2 separate regions of the Sus scrofa genome follow, and region 2 is linked to region 1. A link is a contact called in public Hi-C data. All regions are on one chromosome and are shown on one strand. The core of a region is the stretch at or near the end of the contact, and the rest is flanking DNA. Distances in the headings are between cores, read along the strand shown.

Region 1 (3,219 bases), core at 200-2,699:
CTTCTAATGAGACCAGAAGCCATCAGTTAAATGGTCGATCCTTCGGGCAGTGCATTCAGCAATCAGTTTATAATCAGAGACTCCTAGCCAAAATCTCAGGCATATCTCTAAAACTGGGTGGGTGACTTTAAAGAAACATGTATTGTCAATTTTATCATTTAAAAATTCTACTCTTTTGTTCCTGAAAGTTTAGAAACTACAGATGAGCAAATGGAAGAGAAAAAAAATTATCTATTATCCTACCACATTGAAATAAACATTGTTGTTCTCTCTGCTGTGTAAACACACATACCTTTTTTTCATTTTAATTTTCTTTCTCTCTTTTTTTCTTTTCTCTTTTTTTCTTTCTTTTTTTTTTTTTTTTTTTTTTTTAGGGCTGCACCTACAGCATGTGGAAGTTCCCAGGTTAGGGCTTGAGTCAGAGTTGCAGCTACTGGCCTACACCATAGCCACAGTGACATGGGACCCAAGCCACATGTGCAGCCTCCACCACAGCTCATAGCAATGCTGGATCCTTTAACCCACTGAGTGAGACCAGGGATCGAACCTGCATCCTCATGGATACTCGTCAAGTTCTTAACCAGCCGAGCTGCCATGGAATTTTAATTTTTTTTTAATTTTTAAAAATAGGACCATGCTCCATATTGGATTTTGTGATCTGCTTTTGTCATTTAACAACATGTAACATACAACTGTCCACGTCATTAAATATTCATCCACAGACTCATTTTGTGAGGCTGCATAGTACTTCATCATACAGAATGCCAGAGTATATTTACGTTTCGCCTGCTGTTAGTTATTCAGGTTGTTTCCTACTTTTTTTCACTCCTGTTCTCACTGTGGCAATGAGAGCATAGTGCCAATACTAAGCCAGCTGGCACTGATACAGTATTACATTCTGCCCAGTTTCAACTAGGGGATGCTTATATCATTACATGTTTTTAATATCACCCTCAGAAACATGTTTATAAAAATCCAAGGATTCTTTGGAGTTCTTTTTAGAACTATTAGACTTTCTGAATTATCAGAATTCAACACTTGACAAATTTTTGCTCTATTTTGACCTCTAAAATGTAAGCCCTACATAACAGTAGGTTGGACAGTCCATGAATCCTTTCTGAGCTCAAGCCTCCTGGGGCATTTATTTCACAAGTTTAATGAGGAAAGGAAAGCAAGAAACAGAGCTATCTTTGGAGTCAAGACATACAAACACAGATTTGACGTATGGCTATCGTGTATGAGTTGGGGTCCGGGCAAGAAGCAATGGCATTTGTTTAAAGGGGTAACCAAGGGGAGTGGGGGAAGGGACTAGTCTTAAAGGGTGGCAGACTGGGGGCAACCCCAAAGGCTGGTGAAGCCCCCTGGGGTTAGCAAGACACTGGGAGCTATGACTGCCCATAGCCTGGATGGGCAGGGATAGGGAGCCGGGCTAGAACCTGGAGCAAGCTGTAGCTGCACTGTAGCTCCAGCCAAGGGCTGCTGGATAAAAGATGTGCCCGCCTACACAGAACAGCCACTGCCAACCCACAGCCCAGTAGGCAGTTTGCCAGGTGAATAAATGCCCCAGCCCCACTCTCTTCCCAACCTCAGCCTCCTGCCAGGGTTCCCATGAGCTGAACCCAGCTGGCAGCCAGAGGGCACCCGCTGATCCAGGTTAAAGAGTGGCCTCCTAGGGCTCGAGGGAGGCTGGTGGAGGGCAGGAAGGTGGAAGGGCATAGACACCTGGCGACCTCTGGTTGGCATAGCCTGAGCTATAAGTATGGATGTCGAGGTTTTATTTTCAAATCAGGGTCTGGAGACTGCGGGAAGGATGGATTGAGAGAAAAGAAATTAAAGATGGTGAGCACATGCAGTCAAAATTCTAACCCTGTCTTTTGCCTGCTCTGGAAACATCTGAGACGCAGGAATGTGTGAGTCAGTTAAATCTCTCCCCGAGAGCATCATGAACTAGGTTTCCCATTTGCCACCTCTTAGAAGCTACTCCCAGTGAAATTCTGAAGCTTTTCCGTAGCATCTGGGCAAAGAACAGACAAAGGGAGAATGAGGTAGGAGGGGGAAGGAGCCAAGATAATCTTATGTAACTTACATCCTTTTGAAACCTGTTTTGCTTTTATTTTAAGAAGCGCTATTTATGAATTCTCCAAGGGGTTAAAAAGCATAAGAGATGGATTTTTGATGAGATGTCAATAGAAAAATCTCTTCGTTCCTGGAATAAATGATGCTTTTGTTTGGGCTTTCTGTTCTTCAAAAAGGCCATCTGTTTTCATAAACATAAACGAGACTCTCTAGCCACCGTTTCCCTTCTAACCCCCCGTCTCTGTGCGCAAATGACAGTATTTCCTTCATGATTCATTCCTGAAGATGTTCTTCTGGGCTAAATGCTGCTGCTAAATTTGTGCTTCAGTTTTCACTCTGAGTCCCACATGATCCTTGCTCCGCCGGCAACCGCGTTTTTTACAGCGTTTATTTCTCGAATCCCAGATTGTTATTCCCTTGGGTGGCCAGGGGCTCTGTACCAGGCTTTATGAAACTGGTTCCTCCTATTGCTCAAGGCCTGTTCAGGGTCTTTGGGGGAACCCAATGAATAGCCTTCCTCGATCCACCGGAGCTCTGAGCAAATTGAGAACTAAACAGAGGGTAGAGGGTAGCAGGTGGAAGCCAAAACAACATGTGTATTACTGATAAGGAATAACTCGCCTTGGTATGAGAGCCACATCGACTTGATAATTGGATCCAGGATTACGCAGACTGACCCACCTGGTCATGGCCCTGCTGGATGAGGGCAGAGGAAGAGCCAGCTGCCACCCAACCCCCCTGCCCCCCCCCCCGGAAGAGCAGAAAGTGTTTCCAGCTGGCAAGAGGAAGAAGAGTGGGGTGGAACTGAGCATGCTCAGGTTCCTTTTGCTCAGTTTACCACCAGGGTAGCTCAGGTCACCCCAGGGAGAGGCCAGGAGGGGCACTCGTGGGGTGCGTGGGAATGAACAGCAGGAACTAGAACGGTGCTTTCTTCCCACCTGTGACATGGGTCACACAGATGCTCTCGGGCGTGCTTTGCAGGACTAGCACAGGCTCCCTCTGGACCTGTGGAGAGCAGTCCCAGGACCCCTCTCCCCAGTGTGGATACCAAAATCTGTGGATGCTCACATCCCATATCTAAAAGGATGTAGCATTTGCATATGACATACATCTGCCCCCCCTCCCCGGACTTCAAATCATCTC
Region 2 (3,219 bases), core at 244-2,743, 290 kb before region 1:
CAGTAGGTATAATTATCCGTTTTACAGATGAGAAAACTGACGCTGGCTAAGGGGTAACAGCCTACACTCAGTCGTGCAGCTAGGATGCAGCAGGGCTGGAGTGGGAATTCCTGGGGTTTCTCCCCTAAGCCCCTGCAAATTGCCACTGCACCAAGCTGCCTCTCCCATTGTATTAAAATGCCCTTCTCTTGGAAATGTGCTGGCGATCACGATCCAGACAGGCGAAGGACAGAAATCTCTTGGACCACGTTCACTGCAGTTATTTTTTAAATGATTGTTATCACGACTCAGTAGCTGTTACCATGGTTTTGGGGAAGTTGTCCGAGGAAGGAGGGCCTTTCTCTGGGCATCTTGCGTGCCTGAGGAAGGAACTCAAGTTCTCAGCTCTTAATTACCTCTGGCTGTGCTGCAGCAGCGGCGGCGAGAGAGACCTTCTCTGGGAAAGTGTCGAGGGTGTGAAATAATATCAGGGAGTAGGCTGGGAGGCGGGCCACGCGACCCAGAGACCCGGGGACAGGCGGTGGGGGAGGGAGAGGAGACCAGACGACACCGCAGAGACGCGGGGGAGAAAGCCAAAGCGGGAAGAAAGAGAACAAAAGGCCAGGGGAGAGGAAGTCGAGGAAAGTCGGGACGAGGAAGGAGAAAGTTTGAGAAAGGGGGCGAGAAAGGAAGCGAGGACAGTGGAAGAAGAGCCCCGAGAAGGATCCTGAACTGAGAGAACTTGGAGAATTGGCGAACGAAAAGGAAATACGAAGGCGAGAAGATGGAGAAAGAAGCGGAGAGGAAGAAGAAAAGGGGAGAAAGGAAGACGTTGGAGAGAACAGAGAGTCTGGGCTGACCGAGAGGCCGGTGAGTGGCCCCGGGAGGACTCGCATCACCTGCGTGGCGCCCCCCGGCGCCGTGGTGCGGCCCTGCTGCCAGCGCCTGTGCGCCGCGGCTCGCCCAGCCTTGCAGGATTGGCTCCCGCCTCCCATTCATGTAACCTGCGTGTGCGTGTGCGTGTGTGTGTGAGTGTGTGTGTGTGTCTCGCTCGCTCGCTCGCCCTCTCTGTGTGTAAGAGAGCGAGGGTGGGGGACGGAGGCAGGCGGCCGAGCAGGCAGGGAGGGGAGGACGAGGAGGGAAGCTATTAAACACACACACTCACACACACACGCGCGCGCACACACCCGCCCCAACCCCCCAGAAGCCTCGGGATTGCAGCTGTTTCATGTGGGGCAGCAGTGCTGGCAGGGACGCCGGCCGGGAGCGGCCGGGAGCCGGAGCCGGGCTTGCGCGCGCGGCTGGAGCCTCGCTAGGGCTCCTTTCCCTGCGGGAGCTATTGTTGGTCTCGCTGGAGCTGAGCGCGGAGCAGGGACCTGCTCCTTCCAGGGCGCCCTGCTCGGGCTCGCGGAGCCGAGGAGCCTCGCCGCCGAGAGCGAGAGGAGCTACCAGCGCAGCGCCCTGCCTCTCTGCCGCCCTCCTCCCCGCTTCCCTGGCGGTGGCAGCCTGCAGCAACGGTAAGGCGGCGCGATCCGCTCTACGGAAAAGCGCCTTTGGGGACCGCCGCGGCGCCTCGCCGGCCCTCGCGCCTCTCTGCGCTCGTTAGCTGGGGCAGGGTCGGGGCAGCTCGCGCGAACGCCCAGGGTTCCGGGAGACGTTCGCCTGTCCCTCAGTCCTCCCCCGGCCCACACCGAGGGAAGAAGGGAGAACGGCTGGGGCGCGAGTTGCCGGCGAGGCGAGCCAGTCTGGAGCCCCGAACCTCCGCCACGCAGTCCCCGGAGCCCATCGCGGGAGCTGGGGAGCCAGGGAGCCAAGGCTAGGGGAGGGCTAGGGGAGAACAGCGAGGTGGAGGCGGGCCGGGGACTCGGGACGGCGGTGGGAGGGAGGCGGCGCGCCCGGGGTTCGTCCACCTCGCCAGCATCCTCTTCCCCGCCCGTAGCCCCTCTGCAGACCCGCCCGCCTCAGGGCTCCGGCGGGCACTGGAGGAGCCCACGAGGCGGCGCGGGGCTCCGGGGCTGCAGCCCGCCAGGAGGAGCGAGCGCAGGCTGCAGCGGCCCCATGCGCGCTGCGGTTAGAACCGAGAACCGAGAGACGCGATTCTCAGCCCTGCTCCCTACGCGGCCGGCGCGGGGCTCCTCTCTCCCGGCTTGCCGCCCTGCCTCGGTGTTCACGTTTCCCTCGGAGCGAGTTGAGGCTGCAGCCGCCGGGTGGACACTCAGAGCGCTCCTGGGTGTGCGTGTGTGTCTGTGTGTCTGTGTGTGTGTGTACGTCTACTCGCACCCAGGCTTCGGGAAATGTGCTCTGGGAAGTGAAATGTGATCACCAAGCTCCTTAGTCATTTTCCTCGCTCTTTAAAAATGCAGTCTTTATATCGCAAGAGTGGTCTCCCGGTGTGGGTGTGGGTGTGTACACACAACCAGGGAATACAGTCAGTTACTAGGGCGAGGGGAGGCTCAACTAGTGAGTCCTCGTTGGCAAGCTGTAGGGGTGGGCTTTGCTGGCCGCTGCCAGCCCTTCTCTGCCCTGCCCCCGCCTAGGCGAGGTTGGAAAGTACTGGAAATTCAACTGCGTGTTCTCTAACTTTGGAAACTGGCTCCCCTTTCAGGGCGAGATGTTAAAGCGATTTGTGCACCCTAGTCCATGTGGGCGAGGGTATTATTACTCAGTGGGGTTACAGAGCTCTCTCAGAACCGTGGCAATCCCCCACCGGGTCCCTTGCCCCCTCCTACCGGCAGCCCTGGCGAGAAGGTTTCTAGAAATGCCGCGATCCTTAAGCCCCCAATGCGGCGAAAGTAGCGTGGAGGGCAGCCTGGGTTTTGCCGGCTCCTGCTTGCCCTCCTAGTGTTAGACTAGCTCAGGAGCTCGCCCTGCTGCTTTGTGGAAAGCGGCGGCGAGGCACTCTCGGGATTCGAGCGTGGGGCTGAGAGGGCTGAGCTGTGTGGCCGCCGGGAGATCTGCCTAACGGCCCCGCGGGCAGTTACATAAACTGCCTTTCTGATTACTCGGGACCAGGATTTGAGCCCTCGGTTCACGAAAGACAAGCTTGAAAGTTTGCCTGCTTGAGGAATGTTAGTACCAGGGCGCTCTCACCGCAGGACCAGAGAACAGAGAGATGCCTCGCAGCACAGAGCCCACCTCAGCGATGGGCGTTGAGTGCTGATGCCGCTGTCCCCAAAGAACCGGTGATCAAGGGACTGGAGAGGGGATCTGGGATTGATCGGAGAGAAAAAAGAGCCGGAC

Evidence for each region. A called contact is a pair of places that touch in the nucleus more often than the background predicts.
Region 2: a Hi-C map of skeletal muscle shows a contact between it and region 1, with 8 times the contacts expected there. The contact joins two enhancer-like sites. A contact is called at or near these places in 1 of 47 Hi-C or Micro-C datasets (skeletal muscle) and 1 of 2 datasets of contacts at active chromatin or transcription factors (skeletal muscle).

Annotation. Positions count from the first base shown.
Region 1 is chr9:13,532,446-13,535,664 of Sscrofa11.1, reverse strand. The region is part of intron 3 of TENM4 (teneurin-4); the gene reads left to right. Among named protein-coding and RNA genes, the nearest start is that of MIR708, 250 kb to the left of the region's middle. Within about 2 kb of position 1,449, at least 6 of the 83 cell types and tissues checked have an H3K27ac peak or open chromatin away from gene starts, as enhancers often do. A contact at or near this core is called in skeletal muscle, where this site is marked.
Region 2 is chr9:13,818,210-13,821,428 of Sscrofa11.1, reverse strand. It overlaps TENM4 (teneurin-4), which reads left to right. Exons shown (of 37, transcript XM_005667171.2): 1 at 1-849. Among named protein-coding and RNA genes, the nearest start is that of TENM4, 7.1 kb to the left of the region's middle. Within about 2 kb of position 1,493, at least 31 of the 83 cell types and tissues checked have an H3K27ac peak or open chromatin away from gene starts, as enhancers often do. A contact at or near this core is called in skeletal muscle, where this site is marked.